2 separate regions of the Gasterosteus aculeatus genome follow, and region 1 is linked to region 2. Evidence: chromatin contacts called from public Hi-C data. All regions are on one chromosome and are shown on one strand. Each heading gives the region's core, a stretch centred on a gene start, on an enhancer-like site or on the middle of the called end of the contact. The rest is flanking DNA. Distances are from core to core; before and after follow the strand shown.

Region 1 (6,403 bases), core at 3,288-5,787, 52 kb after region 2:
GACTGTGACGTGCACATTCAGTGCGTCTGCGGTCACATTCTTGTCTACGCGGATGCCATACAGACATATTGGCACACATAAGACCCGGCACTTACCGTACGCACAAAGCCGAACAAACGTTTCTGCGTGTGTTTGTATGTGTCCCCAGATCTCCATTCCCTGATGGATTTCACCATAACGTTGTGCTCAGTAGCCTCCCATTAAAACTGATCTCATCGATATGTGTGCAGCAATTGTAGTGCGTGGCACTGAATTATTCACCTCCTCCTCTTTCGCTCGGCCTCGTTTTGCTCTCCGCGCTCATCTTGCGCTGTATCTTTCCTCCCGCGTCATCCTCATATCCTCTCTATACTCTCTATTTTCCACTTTTCATCTCCTGTTGATGCATTTCACTTAATTGCTTTACCTCTAATGCTCACTCTGTCTCCATCTTCTTCAATTGCTGTCTTTCTTTCCGCCCTGCTCCTCCTCCTCCTCCTCCTCCTCTCACTTCTTTTTTTCTAATCCCCCCCCTCGTCTCCCCCTATCTCCCTCTCTGCCTCCTCTCTCTACATCTCTCCAGCACACTGTCAGCCCTGAGGCGAGTCTTAACCATCACTCCTCTTCATTTATTAATACCTGTACTCGTGCAGCTCAGCACACACAGCTGCCTCACATCTCTGTCCACTGCACTCACACACACATGTACGACAAAAAAACAAAAAAAACAACACGCACGCACTCTTGGTGAGTGCACAAATGTCCCCCAAGGATGCAAGAAGCCCAGCCTGTCCACACAGTCTCACTCGCTTACTGTGCAGAAAAATGCCCTTTTGTAAAAGGACAGAGAGCATCAATCTACCAGCTGCGTCGGCCCACAGTTTGATGCTCTTTTTGTGGTTCTGCTTTTCCCTGAGTCACATTTAATTTCACTTTATTGCAGCTGTAATTCCTCGTGGCTCATAATAATCGCATATTATTTAATGAAGACTGATTGACTCTTTATACATAATATTCAACAGTTGTTTATCAGAACACACAAAAAAAATCCTCCTCACATATCAAAAGTATTCAGCCATTAATTATTCTGGATCTCTGATATCATGACAGCTAAATAGACGACAATACAAAGAAAGAACAGCAGCGATTGCCAAGAATTTGACATTTTTTAAAAGGAGCCTTGAGGGATTAATGTTTTTGTACTCTCATCGGTCCTGGTCGGCGCACAAACATCCCGTAAAAATATATAATAACAGCATAAACAGAACTATCATCACAAGAGTGGTAATCAATTCTAATGGATGCTTCATTTCACAGCCTTATTTCATTCTACAGTGAAATACATGCAAACGTATTGATCAATCAATCCAATCACAGGAAAAAAACGTATTTATCTCACGTGCCATCAGCTGTGTTTGCCCATATAAGGAAATAACTTATTACTGTTGACCTATGAGACAATTGGACTCGTTCAATATTCATACGTGTGACAATGCACCAAGGACCGCAGTGTGTGACTGGTGGTCGTGCGTGGATCTGAATGCGCTCCAGCTCTTCTCCTCCTGTGATGGAGTACGAGTGTTTAAACCACCACGAGGGTGTCTCTTCATCTCACCGGGAGCATCAGGAATGTTTATGAAGCAGAGAAATCGGCCCCTTCTTCCCTCTTCGGGGACACTCGGCGCCATCTGGAGGCTGCGGCGGCCAACATCACTAGATATTTGGCTCCCTCCAGACCGTGTTCAGTTCTGCCCATGAGTGACTGTGAAACCGGCCTTTTTTTTTAATTGATTTTTGCACGACCATTACGGCTCAAACGGCGGTCCGGCTCCCTCCGGCCAAACGATGTCGCATCGGCAGGAGGGTAATCACGCGGAGATTACAGAATCCGCTGACATTATTGCTGCGGCTGATGTTTGCAAACCAAGGCGGGAAGGAGTTTTATGGATTGAAGATCTGCATCAGTGAGGCCCTGGTGGTTGTTAATGATGTCCAGCCCGCCCACTGGTATGTAGATTGCAATAAGACCCCAGCAATTCCTCCTCAGTGATTAAAAAAAAAATGAGCAATGCGTGATGAACTATGCCCGGTGCTGTGTAATAATAAAGAGAGCTCTGCATACGTAAACATGTAGTCGCCACAATCGCTCACGAGCAAATGAGGATTTATACCTGCAATAAGGCGGGAATGCTGAGTTTGATCAACGCCGGTAGAGCTGAGCGAGGCTTTTGCAGAGGCGCGCTCTCAGTGTTGCTCTCTAAATTGCTGTTTGGATCAGAGCGCTCGTCATCTGTCATGCTGCCGGGCAAAAGATCAGCGCATCCCTGTTGTACGTTTGCGTTATAGCGTGTGTGAGTTGTGAGTTAATCTCAAATTTAACACGATTAAATGTGATTTTGATTGCATTTCAAATTTAAATTAAATTACGGTTAACCGCTGTGAAAAGAAACAAGCAGATTCTGTTTTACACTCCAAACTCGTTTTGCCACATTTTTCATGTCGTGAAGGTATATTGTTCCCATCTTTCCACGAGCAGACGACCCGTCACACCACCTCGTTCCCCTGGTGTTTCTCTGAGGTCTCTCATTCTAAAATCATTAACCGCCCTCCGTCCCCAGCGAACACCTCTCGTGCTCCTTCTCCTTCTTCCTCCACGGCGAGAGCAACGTGTGCACCAGCGTGGAGATCGCCCAGCACCAGCCGGCGTACCACGTCACAGAGCACCACGTCCGCCTGGCGCAGGCCTCCGTCACGCCGCTACAAGGTCAGTCGTCCGCCGATCAGTCGGATGAATCGCTCGGTTGGCCGACTTCCGTTCTCACCGTCCGTTCCCACCCACCCTGCAGTCATCCTGAGCCCGTACGGCCTGAGCGGCACTCTGACCGGTCAGGCCTTCAAGATGAGCGACCCGGCGACGCGCAAGCTGATGGAGGAGTGGAGCTACTTCTACCCGGTGGTGCTGCCGCTCAGGGAGGGAAGCGGAGAAAGGGAGAAGGGAGAAGCAAGCCAAAGCTACGATCGCAACTGCCACGCGGCGGTGGAGGTCATCGTAGGTACGGAAAGGACTGCTGATGCGTGTTTAATGTGAGCAGCGACGGTGCATGAGGAGCAAGTCGACTGCATTTGGTGTAAAGATCCTTAAATCTGTTTCTTCAGCAACATGTTAATAGACGTGATCGGTCGCTAAGGTATTTGAGGCTTAATAAAATGCTTAAAAAAACGAGCTTTCGTTTTAACTGACTGCCGTGATTGATGCTCCTTTCCGTCGGCTTAGGTGGAGTAAGGATGACCTACCCAGCTGCTTTAGTGCTGATCGCCCAGGGGGACCTGCCGCTGGAGCAGTCTCCACCTGTTCCTGCAACTCAGGGCCTCAGCAGGGAGCTGAACCACTGCAGCGTGCCGCTCACGCCGCCAGCGTCGCCGCAGCAGCCCTGCTCCGGTACAACACACACACACACACACACACACACACACACACACACACACCTTCGTACAGAAACATGCGCCGTCCTGCTTCATGACGTCTGCTGCACCCTTTGTCCTTTCAGCGGACAGCGGCTTTGTGACGTCCATCTCCAACGTCCCCACGCCAGACAGCGGCATGGGGGTCGCCAGCGCCAGCCCAAAGCATTCTGGGAAAAAGCTAACCTCTCAGGTAGTCCAGCAAGCCTGGAGGGAATGCTATCTCACCCAGCCTCAGCACGCGTAAGTCCAACCGTCGCCGGGTTCGTTCCCGTGGTTTGCGTGATGCAGCCGATGCGGCGCCCTCAAGCTTAGTTTTTTTTTGTTGTTTTGTAGATTAAACTCTCCAACTGGCGTATCGCTTAAGAAGGACGCGCCTAGTGGAGTAACCGGCTGGGACTTCAGCGATCTGGGAGGGAGAGTGTCCTGCAGCTGCTCCAGGTACCACAGAGAAACACCAGTTATATTTATACCCTACGATACAGTGTGCACAAAAACTACGACCGCAGCTGCAGGAAAGATCAATCCGTTCACAAGATAAACTTTAAAATAACTAGACCAATACTGCTCAGCAGGAAAAAAACACAGAGGGGGGGGGGCTACATCTCTGTAATCATTCCCTAACATCCACCGTGACTTTGTTGCAGGTTGAAGCAGCAGAAGTTGAATCTGACCGCCAGCGCCAACCCCCAGACCAGTGCCAATCCCACACAGTCCTCTGGCGTGTCGCTATACCCCCCCTCCCTGCCCAAACACAAGACCAGTGACAAGACGGAGAAAGCTGATAAACAGTCCAAGAGGCCAGCCGTGACCTCCTTCCACCACCGCCTGTCTGTCTCCCGCGAGACCCCTCTGGAACAGGACCCAGCAGGAGGGCCTCAGCTCGGGGGTCTCGTGGCCCTGGAGCCGCCCTCGGAGCCTCCTTCTGCTCTGCCCAGCTGCAAGTATCCCAAGCTCCTCCCCAACGGCAGGAAAGCCCCCGAGTCCCTCCTGCATTCGCCGATGTCTCCGCTTCCGCCCACGCTCAGCCCGCACCCCCGGGTGCAGGACCCGGAGGCCCTGGGTGGGCCCGCGGATGTTCCCCTCTGTCAGGACGGCGCCGCGGTCCTGGGGTTGATCGCCAGCGAAACGGCAGTGTACACAGCGCTGCTGAGGCAGAGGGAGAACGGGGCCGGCTGGTGGAGAGGCTTCCGGACACCCAGGACGGATGAGACCGACTGCAGGCCCTGTGAACTCCCCACGGACGTCCTAGAGGAGGTGAAGACGGAGGCGGCGACCGAAGGAGCTCTGCTGAAGAGGTAGGTGGAGAGAAACCCCACCAGTGAAATGAGAAGAGTTATTCATGAGACCAGAAATGAACTGCTACGACTACACGTTACTCGGTTTCATTTGTCCCTTTGTCTCCTCCAGACTATATACACAGACTCACAAGAGATTTAAGATCTCAGAGGAGCGGGTGAGGGACCACATCCACACTTTGGGCCTGTTCCAGCAGTCAGGTGTGGAGGTGCTGCGGGAGCCCGGGGAGGACCCCTACGACTTTAAGGAGGGAGACATCGAGTACACGTTCTCCTCTTCAAAGCGGTTAAAGGGTCAGGGACGAGAACCCAGCAAGAAGGCCAAGGTAGGTCATAGTTTTAAATTATATTTATTTATTTAGATTCAGAAGATCTACGGCTGAAGATATTCTTATTGTTGTCTTATTTTCTGCATCAGGGAGAAGAAATCACCAGCAACGGAGCACTGCCTGATGGGAACGATGCAATGTCTATTTTTAACTCTGCTCCGAAATCAGGTGGGCCAAAGCCGCCGCCTTCAACATCAATCACGTCTTCTGCATCATACTGATCGCAATTGTTGTTGAGCCATTATGCTTGTGTTGTTTTAGAAGAATCCGGACAGGATGCCGATGGAGCCGCCAAGGCCAACCCTTCTCTGACCAGAGAAAAAGATCTGGTGGTCAACATCTCTGATCTAGACAACATATTTGATGAAGATGAGGAAGAGTTGGGGGTGAGGCGTCATTGTTTATGTTCTATATTCTGACACACAAACAGAATGTGAGACACACTGTCCGACTTACCAACAGATTTTTTTTTTTTCCGCCAACAATAATTTAATTCAATTAAAGCTGATCCTCCAATATTATGTGTCATAATTTGTAGACTGTTTACCCCAACCAGCACTCAAGCAAGCTACCAGTGTCCACAGAAGACCGTCCTCTGGGCAAAGAAGGGAGAGTTGCTGTACCGTATCCATCGAGTGAGTCACTTCAATGAGCATTTACTGAAATACATTTTCTATCCAACTACAGTTTTTACGTTTTCTCCAATCATACCTTTTGTAAACTTCTTTCCTCCTCCATCTCTTTATCCACATCTCTCTCCTTTCAGCAGTAGCAGACCTCCAGAGGATGTTTCCCACCCCACCTTCCTTAGAGCAGCACCCGGCCTTCTCCCCCGCCACCACGTACCGCGACACACCGAGCCAAGAGCCCCCCGTGCACAGCGGAGCGGCGGACCACCTGCTGCCTTTGGCCTCCTCCCAGTTTACCGAATACCGGATGGAGATGGACGAGGGCCTGGCCAGTCCCGGGATGGAGGATCTCAAGGTGAGGAGGCGGGATTGATCCCCAATTAAGAGCCCAGGTACCAACATCGTCAAGTGTGTGAAGTGAGGAAATGACCCTTTTAGAATGAGAATAAGGACTTGGGCTGATTAATCACCTTTATCCATTTAAAACTCATCAAGGGAAAGTCACTACAAGGACTTGTTTACTGGCTCACAGCTCCTGATCAGCTGATCCATCTCACACATCACGTTGGAGTTCTTTCACTGGTACCTGTAGTTTGCTAATAATCTGTACTACGGTTAGTATTATGATATTAGAAGTGTTGACAGTGACCGAATAACAGACTGCCTTTTTTACTTTGTCATCTATGTTGTGAATTGATTGACTGAT
Region 2 (5,852 bases), core at 526-3,025:
CTTACGTTGAACCTCTCTGGGCAATCTGGGTAGAGACAACAGCGAAATGCTTATCAGGGCTGTAACAGTGTGACATTTGTTTAAATATTCACGGTGAAATCCTTCTTATTAAAGTATTCCTCGGCAGGGACACTGTTCTACTCCTCTGATCCTCCCTACAGGGAACCCCTACAAGGTTACAAACTCCCCTCACGTCGACAGGATTAAAGACAAATCCTCCCTTGTGGTCTTTATTTACCCTATTACGGGGTTCTACAATGCCAAAAACAAAAGCCAGTTTTCTTTAATGCTTCTCTTATTCTTGACTTCCTTTGGCTGTTTCTGGTTTCATTCTGAAAACCAAGGTGTCTGTTACTTTAAATACATGTTTCATGTGCACGTTTCATGGTTTCGTTTCACCTTGCTGGTGACGGGGGGCCACGTTTGCACCGGAAGCATGCGGTTGTCTTACGAACATTTCAATATAGCGTTGAGCTACTCGAATACTTGTGGAGGCCGCTGGAGAAACGGGTTTTAAGGGATTCTCTTGCACGTTTTTATTTTTTTCACTGCTTTTCTCTGAGGAGCCGAGTCATAAACTGTATTTCATGCTGAACTATGCAAAAGGAACCTGATGGGGAGGCGGGTACACGTGTGGCAGTGATAGTTCTCTCTCTTTAAAGATAAAGAATGTGGTGACGTTACATGTCATTTAGCTGACGCTTTCTGTCTAAAGCGACTTACAATAAGTGGAGGTTGTCATTGTCTTCTTTTATGTACTCCAATGTAAAACTCAAGCAATAAGTGTTTTGTGTTAAAAAATTCTCTTTGCTGTTGGGAATAATGTTCAAGGGGAGAGATGAGACTGAAATATACAACTATATTTTCAATAATATTGAATTGTCAGTCCGGGAAACAATGCACAACGTTTGTGTTTAAATTGCTGCTTTGAAATATTGTAACCCGTGTGGATTCAGCGCACGCGGCGACGGATGTTTTCATTCACTCAAGTTAACTTTGACCTCCTGTAAGTTCGAGGGTTCCGACCTTTTAATTTCAGACAGCGTGACTCGTTACAGCAGGGAACGCACAAGAGTAACACTGTAACATGGCCGAGGCCCGTAAATGTAATGCAGCCGTAATATTTTTCATGGGCTTTTTTTCCTGCTTTGATGAGCTTGGTGCATCCATTGGGAAAATGTTCAATTTTAACACTTGAGATTGTTTACGGGACTTTAATTGTCATTGATCGGTTTTTAAACCTGTTTTCAATGTTTTTCTCTTGAATTTTGGGTTTTAATAGTCACATTTTCAGCTTTAACTGAAAAGGGAAGATTAAAACCTCAAACTCCATGTTCACCATGTGGAGAATACAGTGTTTTTGTTTTCAAATGAAAGCAGCTGTTGGAAGCCGAACTTCCATTTGTAACAGTGGACAGCCACTATAAAGCAGCCGCCCTGCTCTGTGACAACTTCTGACTTTGGGAGGAATAAAAAGATGAAAACGCCACAGTTTGATTTGGAGTTCTTGCAAAGTTTATTGGCAGCGTTCATTCTTCATTTCATTGTTCATCACTCTTGCCACCGTGCGGCTTCCGGTGACAACACCTTTCCAAAGTGTGATTTCTATCTTTCTTTCTTTGCGCCGGCACAGTTTCCACTTCCTGAGTAACTGTTGCATTGAGATCAAAGAGGCCCAATCAGAGAAGCCCAATCCAAGGGGCCGTTTAACCAATGAAACGCATGCTCCGGAGGGCAAGCCGCCCTGCGGTGATTGGCGGGGGGGCCGCTTGCAGTTACTCAGCTTGATGGAGGCAGGAGGCCACAGCTGATGCCAATCCCGTGAACAAGGAGCCTCCTTAAAGGGCCCAGGAAGCACCAGCAGCCAGAAGCGCAGCCATGTCTCTTCTCAATCTGGTGTTCGCGGCTCTCTTGGTGTCGTCGACGGCTCGGGGGGGTAAGAAGAACACACAACCTTTTTAAAAAAAAAAAGAAATGTTTTTTTTTTAATCTACATTTGCTTTATTCTTTTTGTATCTGTAAAAAAACAATCTTGCCGAGTCTCCCGCACAGCTGACCTCTTGACACGCCACAGGCGTTCACCGAAACCTGCAGGGCCAGTGGGTGATCACCAAGGACGACCCGCAGTACGAAGACACAGACTTCCTACCCGATGACGACAGCACGTGGCCGGACAGCACGTGGCCCGACAGCACGTGGCCCGCGAGCACGCCGGGGGACGTCGCGCCTGTGACGCCGGAGGACTACAACTCGCTGACGACTCTAGAACCGCATAGCATGACGGGACAAGGTGACCGCGGTGCTTTCACAATCCAGAGTGTCGGGGCCCTTTTTTATTATTTAAAAACGGTGGCTGATCTTGTTCCCTGTTCTTTCCCGAAGAGGGAGGCCTGGCGGTGTGGCAAATCGTGCTGGTGGTGTCCGTCCTGCTGGTGTCCGTGGTGGGGTCTCTGAGCGTGGTCTACTACATGTGCATCTGGAGAGGAGGCCGGATTCACTATCAGCCGCAGAAGGTGGATTATACTTAAGAAACCTGACAAAAATGCCAATAAAATGAACTTTATGTAGAAACTGAAGGCTTCTTGAATGTTTTTGACGGTTTATGGACTCCATGTGGGGCTTGTTGCCTCTCCTAAATGTAACTTAATCAGAATTTGAACTTTCATTAATTAACAAACTCCTTATGAATACATGTTTATTCGAACATTCGTTTCCCTTGTGGTGGTTTGCACGATGTGTCATTTAGGCAGAACAGTGGTTTATTGGTCAGGTTATCAACTGGAGTGTAAATTAAACTGTTACTTGAGCTCTACTATCACTTTTTGGGTGCTTTGAGTGGCCAAGCATCTTCATGTAAACCCTATCAGAGTGTTCATGAGCGGTACGCTCTAGTTTTATAGTCTAGTGGTCATCTTGACAATGGCCTTTAATCATCCTGCATAACTTTGCCCCAAGTGCTTTCTCAAATAAGATTGGATTGTTTTTAATTCTAAAGGGGCTTCTCTGAAACTTCAATTCCCCTCTTGCTGTGCCCAGTTATTATAATGGCCACTAGAGGTCCTCACCATCACTATTTATGGCTTGCTCCACCTATCTGGACACAACTGAAGATATGTTCACTTGAGCAACGCTTTCACAACAGATTTGTTAATACGTGGTGCCTCAAGCACCTGTTTAATGACTCCAGTGACGGACATTGGGTCATTCATGCATTGGATTTGAAAAGATTAGCAAAAGTTAAAGAAATCTGTCTGAATTGAGATTTCTGTAGATCGCTGGCCACATGATTCAAGTACCGATCCCTCCCTGTGAACGTCAATGGTCTCATCGTGATGGGTGTAAAAGTTGCTGTCTACTGCACATTTTTTGCTATTTAAGGGAAATTCCCAACTTGATGTGTCATTTTCTGAGGAAACCTTTTTAAAGATTTTGTGTATTCCAGCTAAGGCTCTTCTGACACTCAACCTAAGCTACCACTGTTGTTCGCTGCCTTTGGCAAACATTTTCCTCAGTTATCTTCATCACGACTGGCAGACCGCCCAACCGTTACCCATAAAAGTAATGTTTAATTCCGTGTTAAGCAAGTAAGCTCGCATCAAACCCACAACTGCTTAAAGTCCCCCCTTGAGCAATATCAGGTGGCATTAGGGGGCCCAAGGAGACCAAAAGCTGATGAATTGAATTAATCTCCCCTCCTGTGATGGATGGGCCTGTTCGTAGGGGGCTGGAAAATGGGGGGGGGGGGGCATTGTTCATCTGTCACTCAGATTGCCATGTCCCTCTATGATTTGTGTCTGGGTTGTGAAGGCCACAAGTGGCCAAAAGACCTCCTCCTCACTCGTCTCAAAGCTTTTTTTCCCCCCCATTAAATTGCTGGCATCCATAAGAGAGAAACAAACGCGTGTTTGACTCTTTATTTTATACAACAGTTTGCTGGGGTGAGTTGTCAGATAAAACAAATCCCCAAACATGTATAATATTCAAGAGGTGTGTAATTGCATAATGTATATTTTTCCCAATAGTGTGGAAGTTTGTGTTCCTTCCATAAGTTTACACAAAACTGAATTGCTTGTATAATTGGAAATAAACTGTCCATGAAGAGCCCAAATAAAATCCTTCCTGGCGGCTATTATCTCTTCATTTGAGATCACCTGATCAACATGGGTAGCGTTCTATGCTGCCTCACATTTTATGCCAACAAACAAATTGTGATCCAGCTTTTTGGCAGTGAACCCAATTGGGGGCAACCTTCTTGGCTCCGAGTCTTTAGACTCCTTTGTTTCTCTAAAGCACCTGCCCCCTTCAAAGGCACCTGCTCCTCCAAGGGAACAGGTGCTTAAAGGTGATTCAATAGAGAAAACGGCTCTAATTCCTTCATGGCTTTGTTGCTGTGTGTGGATTACAAATTAAGAGATAAAATCCGGTGCCTGAGAGCAAGAGATACTGAAAAGGATGTGATGCCACCGTTGCTGTAAGTGAACAGAGCGAGCGAGCGAGCGGATCGAGGTGTCATAAACTTGACCAGAAAGTAAACGCGACGAGCCGACAGCCGCGCCAGCTCCTCTGTGAGGCCGAACTGAGGAAAAGGACGGCTTCCAGCTAAATGCTGAAGTCAGCACGCTAACATGCTCACACGCATCGGCCTGACATGCTGAAGTTCAAAAGGGGGATATATATATATATATATATATATATATATATATATATATATATATATATATATATATATATATAGTATACATAAAGATATATCAATGTTTAATTAGCTACAATACGCCTGTTCATTTGAATTCCTCTCTTCTCTCACTCACACACACACACACACACACACACACACACACACACACACACACACACTCAGAGCTCTCAGTGCCCCCCTTTAGTGAAGGATGTGTTTGCGTAAAGGCCACTTTAAGGGCACTAACTGAAATGCTCACATGTCGATTTATTGAGGTCAGCAGAAGGCTACGTTTAGAGAAACAGAAGAGCGCGTTTGTTTGGATTGATTTTCATGAATGATTTTATGCTTCCAAACAAAAGACAACTACAAAGGAAATAAGGCAAAGCCACATAAAAAATGAAGGGCAAGGCCAGAGTCGTGTCAGTGAGCATTACGCTGATAAATATCAGTCTGTGCCTGTGAAACGTGGAGACAAAGAGCGTGGCTAATTGTGCTGAAATATTCTTTTATGTGAATTTGATCAAGTTCTTTACTCTGGAGGGGGGTGAAATTAACACTATGGGACATAAGTGGTATTGTTGTTAGGGATTTGTTTTTTAAATTGTATCTTAAGAGGATAAAAACAACATTTAAGCTATAAATGCAGGGTTGAACTAATGATCGGCCAGTGAGACTCATAGAAGTAAGTTAAATGAAATGGATTATATAATTAAAAATAGAGAAAAAAAAGATAATTTTGGCAAACACAAAATACAGCACATATTGCCAAATCCGACCTTTATGTTGACGGAACGGCTCGGAACAATTCTGATTCATGTGAATCAATATCTATTGTCTTGATACAAATTCAATAAGCTTAACAAAGGGCAACATGACGTCGCTCGTCTTAACAAAGAGGCTGTCAGTGATGAAGTGGTGATTCGTGATTTGACAGCGTGCCGCGTGAGACGGGCTGGCTAATCTGTATGCTGACAGGCAGCTCTCTCTCTCTCTTTGTGAAATGAATTAGGTGAACATGAAAACTGAGTAGACCTTCAGCAATACATTATGTATGAGGAGCTTGAAGGCCCCTACTGGATTCTGTTCAGGTGGCATCAGAGGATGCAGCCAGGTGGAAATGCTGGCCGGTCACTTAAAGCACACTATCTGTGGTAATATTTCTACTTGAAAG

Evidence for each region. Hi-C and Micro-C count contacts between places; a contact is called where the count stands out from the background.
Region 1: a Hi-C map of tail fin shows a contact between it and region 2, with 7 times the contacts expected there. The contact joins the enhancer-like site here to the promoter of LOC144388205 in region 2. A contact is called at or near these places in 5 of 6 Hi-C or Micro-C datasets (blood and trunk muscle, skeletal muscle, tail fin and 1 more).

What each region holds. Positions count from the first base shown.
Region 1 is chr14:6,991,409-6,997,811 of fGasAcu3.hap1.1, forward strand. LOC120831900 (mediator of RNA polymerase II transcription subunit 13-like) reads left to right here. Exons shown (of 32, transcript XM_040197779.2): 6 at 2,598-2,743; 7 at 2,826-3,032; 8 at 3,254-3,418; 9 at 3,528-3,684; 10 at 3,778-3,882; 11 at 4,089-4,739; 12 at 4,852-5,065; 13 at 5,158-5,236; 14 at 5,330-5,454; 15 at 5,607-5,703; 16 at 5,835-6,052. Among protein-coding and RNA genes, the nearest start is that of LOC120831900, 42 kb to the left of the region's middle. Within about 2 kb of position 4,538, at least 1 of the 9 cell types and tissues checked has open chromatin away from gene starts, as enhancers often do.
Region 2 is chr14:6,941,974-6,947,825 of fGasAcu3.hap1.1, forward strand. It overlaps LOC144388205, which reads left to right and starts at 1,776. Exons shown (of 3, transcript XM_078087777.1): 1 at 1,776-1,936; 2 at 2,075-2,290; 3 at 2,383-2,571. The coding sequence starts at 1,879. The coding sequence ends at 2,528. mtfp1 (mitochondrial fission process 1) reads left to right here. Exons shown (of 4, transcript XM_040197292.2): 4 at 1-1,489.